2 separate regions of the Danio rerio genome follow, and region 1 is linked to region 2. The links are chromatin contacts, called in public Micro-C maps. All regions are on one chromosome and are shown on one strand. The core of a region is the stretch at or near the end of the contact, and the rest is flanking DNA. Distances in the headings are between cores, read along the strand shown. Region 1 holds the start of map3k5 (mitogen-activated protein kinase kinase kinase 5). Region 2 holds the start of cdk19 (cyclin dependent kinase 19).

Evidence for each region. Hi-C and Micro-C count contacts between places; a contact is called where the count stands out from the background.
Region 1: a contact with region 2 is called in a Micro-C map of caudal fin, with 4 times the contacts expected there. The contact joins the promoter of map3k5 here to the promoter of cdk19 in region 2. A contact is called at or near these places in 2 of 18 Hi-C or Micro-C datasets (caudal fin and an unstated tissue) and 2 of 4 datasets of contacts at active chromatin or transcription factors (embryo and gastrula embryo).

Annotation. Positions count from the first base shown.
Region 1 is chr20:3,178,614-3,182,687 of GRCz12tu, forward strand. It overlaps map3k5 (mitogen-activated protein kinase kinase kinase 5), which reads right to left and starts at 1,301. Exons shown (of 30, transcript NM_001161750.1): 1 at 893-1,301. The coding sequence starts at 1,301. trnas-uga (transfer RNA serine (anticodon UGA)) reads left to right here and starts at 3,384; the gene lies at 3,384-3,465. trnas-cga (transfer RNA serine (anticodon CGA)) reads left to right here and starts at 3,813; the gene lies at 3,813-3,894.
Region 2 is chr20:3,040,555-3,044,375 of GRCz12tu, forward strand. It overlaps cdk19 (cyclin dependent kinase 19), which reads right to left and starts at 1,936. Exons shown (of 13, transcript XM_001923318.9): 1 at 1,681-1,936. The coding sequence starts at 1,808. amd1 (adenosylmethionine decarboxylase 1) reads left to right here and starts at 2,785. Exons shown (of 9, transcript NM_001161601.1): 1 at 2,785-3,131. The coding sequence starts at 3,022.

The DNA of each region.
Region 1 (4,074 bases), core at 51-2,550, 140 kb after region 2:
GCACTATATTTAAACCTAAAGTATGTTGTAGTATTTATTAAAAAGAGTTGCATGCAGCACTAAAATATATACAAAATAATACAACATACACTAGTATTTGCTATAAATTATTATATATTTTTTTTCATGTAGAAAGCTACGTATCCCAAGCATATAACACACAATGTAAGTGACCCTGGAGCACAGAAACAGTGTTGTGTTGCATTATTATTGCAGTTTCTTTTATGCAACTAAAACTAGAATATGATGTAAAGATCATGTTCCATGAAATATAAATACACCAAAACTCAACTTTCCAGTAGAAACATGAATTGCTAAGCACTTCTCTTAGACTGCTTTAAAGGTGATGTTCTCAATATTTACATCTATTAAACCCTCAAATTGCAGATTTTTAAATACTTGTATCTTGGCCAAATACTGTCCGATCTTAACCATCCTGTGCACCATTGGAAAGCCTACAGAAGATGTTTAAATCTTTTCTTTTTTTTAAAGAAACTTATTGGACTTTACGACATGCATGACCAGTCAAATATTTAGGTCCCACTTTATATTGAGTAGTTTTAGCTAGATTATATACTTACACTGTAATTAACCATTTGTTACAATGTACTTATTGTGTAAATACATGTGTAAACGTTGTACTTGTGCCTGCATGTAATTACATCTGCTAATTTCTTTAGTTACACTGTTGATCATCCCCTACACCTTAAACCTACCAAACCTGTCTCTAACCCTAAGTAACCCTTATAGTGTATAGAGAAACCCTTAGTGTTTCTCTATACACTATGAAGACAGTGAGTACATCGTATTTATTGATTTGTTTGTATGTAACTACATAGTAGTTAAGGCCACTTAATATAAAGTGGGACCCCTATTCAGTCATTAGACCTACCTGCGTTATAAAAGTGATCAAGAACTGATGTTTCGCCAAAGTCCAGCTTCCCAAAGGGCACCACATCTAGTTTACAGCCCACAATGTCGCAGGCATCCTTCAGACACTGTAGTGCCATGTTCTCCGGGCTTGAAGGCTGGCTGGTCTCGGAGTTCCTCACATAAGCCACTGTCACGGCTCGGCTCTTGCATTTCCCCGGGGTCAGCAGTGCGACCCCGTCCGAGGGCAAGCTGATCAGCCCGGGGTTGGCACTCTTACAGTTGGAGGGGTCCTGCCAGAAAGCCCCAGCACTAGAATTATTCCCAGCACTGGATTCTCCATCACTGCCTCCCATCATCACCATCATCATCTCCAGGGGCTGGCTGAGAGAGGGCACAGACAGAGAAATGGCCTCCAGATCTGAATTCATCTTTCATCAGTTGGTGAAGCGACACTCAGCAGTAGCTGCTAACGTTAATTAACCGCCACACTCCATAGCTGGCACTCGTGCCCGCACCACGACAGGCATCAAAATAGTAATGACAATGACATTACGTCATCAGATCTAACAATTTAAGATTATCGATCAATAGTTCTAGATCAAACTCAAAGAAATCCGCTCAGCAGCATAAAGAGTCCTGAACTGAAATAAAAACTCGAAACAACAGCAGCGATCAAGGACTGTTGACGGACATGCTGGTCACGACGCAAATGACTGATATCTCTCACTCCTGCAAACACACTGACGTCCTCAAACTGAAGCCTTCGCGAAACTTATTTGATAAACTTGACCCGTATTCCGGAGCGCCAGCAACTGCTAGCTTGCTAAGTACGTTAACGCGGTCGGTCCTGTTGATCGCCGCCTGCATCACACCGAGCCGTTTCCCCGCTAGACATTAACATTGGGTTTTCTCGGTCTTGTCGTTCCTGTTTATGTCACTTGTGTTTGTTGTGAAATCGCTCGCTCGCTCGCGGCTGAAGTGCGTTCATTTGGACCCTGCCCTGTTTCTATTATTATCTTCAGAACTCACGCTCGGGGGCGGAGCAACACGCTTGACTTGCGACTTGGAGGAAGCCAGCCGACCAATCCGATTAAAGGAAAAGCTTATGAATATTAAACACGTAACTTGACGTTTACTAGTTTGGCTTACTTTATTTTCATTTCATTCATTTATTTTATTTAATTTTTAATGTATAACACAGAACTTATATAGGCTTAAGTCAAAATGAACAGCTGATCATATTGTGAAACAAATATACTCCCTGTATTTTATTCCATATTTATATACATGCATACATACATATGCATATATACATATTACAGCTGATTCCCATCTAGAAACCACACTCATGTGTTGAGGTTTTTTCATTCAAATCATCATACTGTGTGTTCTAAAAGAGGACTCGCGGGGTTTTTGAAAGGAACAGCGAGCGCATCAAAGAACTCCGTCACCAATACGTCCAGGTAAAGTTATGCAATACAGTTATTACTTTACTATACACAGTGTGTTTTGCAGTAAACTACTCTATAAACCTTGAGTTCATTACAGTTTTTTACAATAGATATAACAGTTTTTTCAATATACATTTACAGTTTTTTTCCAATTGTTTACACACAATTACTTGTAGGCCTACTTCAGACACAATGACTACAACATGTAATAACTGATGCACCAACCCCCTAAACCAATTCTGCTAAACTATAAGCACAATTCCTGCTTACACTCAAATTGCAGGTTTAAAACACACTTTTTTTCAAAACACTACACACAATTCTCTACATTTTGTACAATTATCATGCAGAAAATCTCTTGTTTTCACTAGGAACACACTGTCTGTCAAAAGTGTAAAGTCACTTGCCCTACTTTGCATACAAACTCAAAAAAAAAACTCAAAACTCAGAGCTCATCTGGTTTATAACTGGCTTACTGCCCACCCATGTTGTTGTTGTTGTTTTTTTTACAGTTTTTCTGATTGCTTACACACATTTTCTGAAAGCATGTCTCATATTGTCAGAACTCTACACACAAATCACAAAACACACACACATTGGGCAAAACTCTTCAATTCTTCTGCAAAATGAAACTCTACGTTCAAAACAATGTGATTTCTTCTCAAAATGGTATTTTGTTTTCATATGACACACACAAACCATCTCATCAATAGACATTTATAAGATCACTTATGAATGATTGAACACTGATGTGCTTAATGTAAAACACTATGACCACTTCTTCTTCGTTCATCATAATGACAGTGTTACACTTACTACAGACATGCATTGGCCTATAGAAGTGCATTCATTGTAAAATATTTTAGAATTTTGTTTTTATACAAAACACACAAATACCAAATATATTTTACTGTATTTTTCTCACAAAAACAGTGTACTCGGTGTTCATCCACACCAACACAAAGTTGCACATAACTTGGTCTACATATGCCATCAACAAAAGAAGTTACAGAATACAGTTACAGTAAAAATAAAACAAACAAACAAACAAAAAAGTGTGTAGTCGTGGCCGAGAGGTTAAGGCGATGGACTTGAAATCCATTGGGGTCTCCCCGCGCAGGTTCAAACCCTGCCGACTACGTTGGTTGGCGCTTCCATGACGTGGACTAGTTCTTTTAGCTCATTTCTCCCTAACGGAAATGCTGTCCTTCTCTGCATCTCGCAAACAAGCCAGTGTCCCTTGGTGTCCAGGCAGCTGCAGTGCCAAGCAGTGAGCCAGTGGTGTGCCGTGATCGTATAGTGGCCAGTACTCTGCGTTGTGGCTGCAGCAACCCTGGTTCGAATTCGGGTTACGGCAACGTGTTCCTGCAAGACGATGCATTGGCTGCTTTTTGCAACCTCGTGCCATCCACTGGATTCTACCCCAGGCTGTGCTGTGTCCAGTGTTGCCCGCATCGAGCCAAGAAAGTCAAAGGGCTGCAGCCTTGAGTAGTCGTGGCCGAGAGGTTAAAGCGATGGACTCGAAATCCATTGGGGTCTCCCTGCGCAGGTTCGAACCCTGCCGACTACGTTGGTTGGCGCTTCCACAACGTGGACTAGGCCTTTTTGCTCATTTCGTGGACTAGTCCTTTTTGCTCATTTCTCCCTAACGGAAATGCTGTCCTTCTCTGCATCTCGCAAACAAGCCAGTGTCCCTTGGTGTCCAGGCAGCTGCAGTGCCAAGCAGTGAGCCAGTGGTGTGCCGTGATCG
Region 2 (3,821 bases), core at 686-3,185:
TTTACCTTCCCTAGTAGCAAAGAATTCTGGCCCAGATTTGGCATAAAGCTGGCACAGCAGGCATTCATCCGGCACTGGCATACAGCATGTGGGCCAAACATGGCCCGGGTTTGGCAGAGGCGGCACACAAGATTTGGGCCAGATGAAAAACGTAGTATTTGGCCCAGATTTAAAAATTTGATAAGTGGGCCATGTGAGTTTGGCCAGTTTTGACCCACATTTAAAATACACTAAAATCATTTTTTAGTAAAGAAAATAAATTCTACCAATCAGGTCACTTTGAGAAAAAGCGTGCCCATAGTGTGCCTAAAGCGCATCACTCCATGGGTTTATCAATTTCATTGCAATCGTGACACACCAACCTATCTGGCCCAGTTCAGGCCCAGTTATGAGTTATTAACTTGGCTGAGACTTGGCCCAGATATGGTCCGTGTTTGGCCCTTGTCTGGAAGCCAGATTTGGTCCAGTCATGTACCGTAATTCACTGCGGCATGTGGGCCAAGCAAAACCTGATTGTGTGGGCCACAGCTGGGCCAGAGAAACTTTGCTATGTGGGTTATGATTAAAGTTGTTGCATGTCCGCCGGTTCCTGCCTCAAAATAAGCGAGTTTGAGCGTTCAGAAAAAACAAAACGCCAGCGAATAAACTCAACACAGAGGAACATTAACACCTCATTGCCGACAAGCTTTTCGGAAGTGTTATTGCAGAACATCAGAAATAGCGCGCAGAAGTATGAATGCACGGCTACGCGCGTTGCATGCGCCGTGGGTCACGCCGATCACTTGACGCAGAAGTATAAACCAGGCTGTACTCTCGTACTTATCAGGGGTTGCAGCAGCGGAATGAACCACCACAGAAAATAATATCACACAGATATTTAAAAAATTGGAGATGCGGTGGCGCAGTAGGTTGTGCTACTTACTGCATCGCCACCACATTTTCATCTTTTCACAAAGAAACTTTAGTCCTGTTTCGAATCTGCTGCTATGCTTTAAATTTAAAGTGACAGTAACCAAAACAGCATGATTTGGATCAAAGCCTAAAAGGGTCCATTTCAGAGAGATATAAAACATTATCTGTGTGGTATTTTGAGCTGAAACTTCACACACACACTCTAGAGACATAAGAGACTTATTTTACATCTTGTGTAAAGTGTCATAAGAGGACCCCTTTATTGAGCACACATTGACTCCTGTATAAATAAGAGCACACACACACACACACACACTGCAAGCACGTGAACTCGATCACAGATGCTCCATAAACTCCAGCACGCAAGAGCTTGTGCACTTATGAAGAAGTGGGCAGCTGTTATACTGCGTAAATGAGTATGTCAACTCGTGCACAGGTGAGCCTCTGAATTCCAGCACATGTAAACATGACATCTTCTCATCCGAGCACACAAACTCACAGTGGACTTCAAACGCATGCAACTTCTGGACAGAGGAACTGATTTGCAGTGAACTCCTGCACACAAGAGTGAAACATGCATCACGCTGGCTGGTTTGGGGGTGGACCGTTTGAAGTGCGTCCATGAAAACAAAAACAATCACACACACACACACGCAGGCTACAGAAAACAGCGCAATTCCCCCGACACATATGAAGCTCCTGCACACCCAGAGACAGCAGAAGCGCGTGCAGTGAGTGAAACGCGTCAATCAAACGCGTGTCTCTTACCCGTCTTTACGCTTCGCTTTATAAACATGCCCGTATGTGCCGCGACCCACTTTACAACCTTCATATTCAAACAGATCTTCCACTCTCTCCCTCTCGGCGGCGAGCTTCGTTTTGAAGTCGTAGTCCATTTTAACCCATAAATATTTCTTAATTTACAAGAAAATAAAATATTAATTATTACATGCATTAATTAAATGATCCGATCGTTTTTATTACCCCACCATTTCCTTGTTTGGGATTTTGGTCGGCTCCGCTTAACGGTCACGTGCTCGGTGACGTATTTTATTGTGGCGGGTTGCATTGTGGGGAGCGTAGTGCCGTTTGATGGAGCGCCAGCTCGAGTTGACGGCGGCAGGACATCTGAAAAACTACAGCGAACAAATCCTCCTTTCGTCTTTCCACTCTGATTCAAAACTAACATTTCTGAACGTTAGCGCTTGGAGTGTTTGCACAATGGCAGAAAAAAAGCTTATAATAACTAAACATAATTAATAAAATGTGTGGAATACATAACCTAACAGTTTTTTTCTTTTTCAAAGAGAGTGCTAGATAAATGGGAGTCAATTATTTGTGCAGTGGCTCAGCGTTATTCACCTTATTCTCAGCTGACGAGCGGGCGCTGCCATTTGAATCTTTTTGTCTCGCGACTTCCGGTCACATTCACTTCCATTCATTTTTTGACGTTAACAACTGCACGTTACGCTGCTTGATGTTGCAATTTAATATTTTCTTATTATATTATGCTACTTGGTCTGTGTAGTCATGCAAACATTTGTTTGTTGAGCAAGTAGTTTGGCCATTTTCTGTCGTTTATTATTCCTAGTCATTTCTCCCATAGGCGACTGAATCGGAAGTTCTAAGACAATCGCGAAAACAGGCGCACTTCCGCATTTTAGAATAAGGTCAATAGCAACGCAAATGTTTGCTCATCTATACAAGGACACACACTCACACACGCGCTACTACAGCGTGAACTCATACTTTTACGCAACATCCCGCTTGACTGATATCCGTTCAACCAATCGCTGTAGACCTGAGGGTGGCTCCCTCGCCGCGATTGGCAACGACGAGAATGACGTCGTCGGGTAGGTAATAAAAGCTCCGCGCAGACTGCCGTTCTGCGCTTACACAGTATGGCCGGCGATATTAGCTAGCACTCGCCTACGGTATTCTCTGTAAAAGGGAAGACGGTAAATACAAACAAAAAAATAAGGCAACTACATCTGGACTGCTCAAGGACTGTAACTAAGCTATTAAGTTATAACCGCCAACGAAGGACTACATAATTTGTGATTCCATCCGACGGTTTATTTTCTGTTGTTGGAGTCTGTTTGTCTCACGATGGAAGAGAGCAGTGCACACTTCTTCGAGGGGACCGAGAAGCTCCTGGAGGTGTGGTTCTCCCGGCAGGACGAAGCCAAAGGAACCGGGGATCTGCGCACAATCCCTAGGTGAGTGAGTCCGTCCGAGCCGCGGGTGCCTCGGGCGGAGCGGGGCTGGATTTCACCGAGCCAGACGCTCCGTTTGGGGCTTAAATCGTGTGTGAAACGCTGTGATAATGTCAGGAGGTCTGGCGGAGTGACATGTGGCGCAGGCTCTGACACCCGTGGCGTGATCAGCACTTCTGGCCGTTTTTGACACCATCCCCCTTTAGACTCATTCATTTCAGCTGTCAGGACTGCAGCTCAACTCCAGCCCCAGCGAGCTGCCCATATTGGCAGTATTAGCTCGTTCACTGCGTGCTGTTAATCACTGCAGTGCACGCGCGTTGTAAATCATCAGCTCGTTATGATAAACAATCGTCACGCTGATGTCGTCCACTTTGTCTTTTCGGTGTGTCGTTCAACATGTGACTCCGGAGGCCGTTTGCATCTGTCAGCGAGTTTCTGGAGCGATGATTCTCCGAGTTTCAGCCCTGCTGCTGTCTGCTTCATTTATTGATGAGCTGTACAGAGAATGCTGATCGATTAGCCAGTGGCTAGCGCTAGCTGATATGGCGCCATAGCAAACACACCTCCTCGCCCTGCATCAGTGCTGCTGTCTAAAATGCTTTACTTATTCGATTAGTCCCCTGTAACTGCGCATGTTCTGTTTGTGTGTGTGTTCGCACAAAGCTGTGCATTTGGACAAGGGCCTGCTCT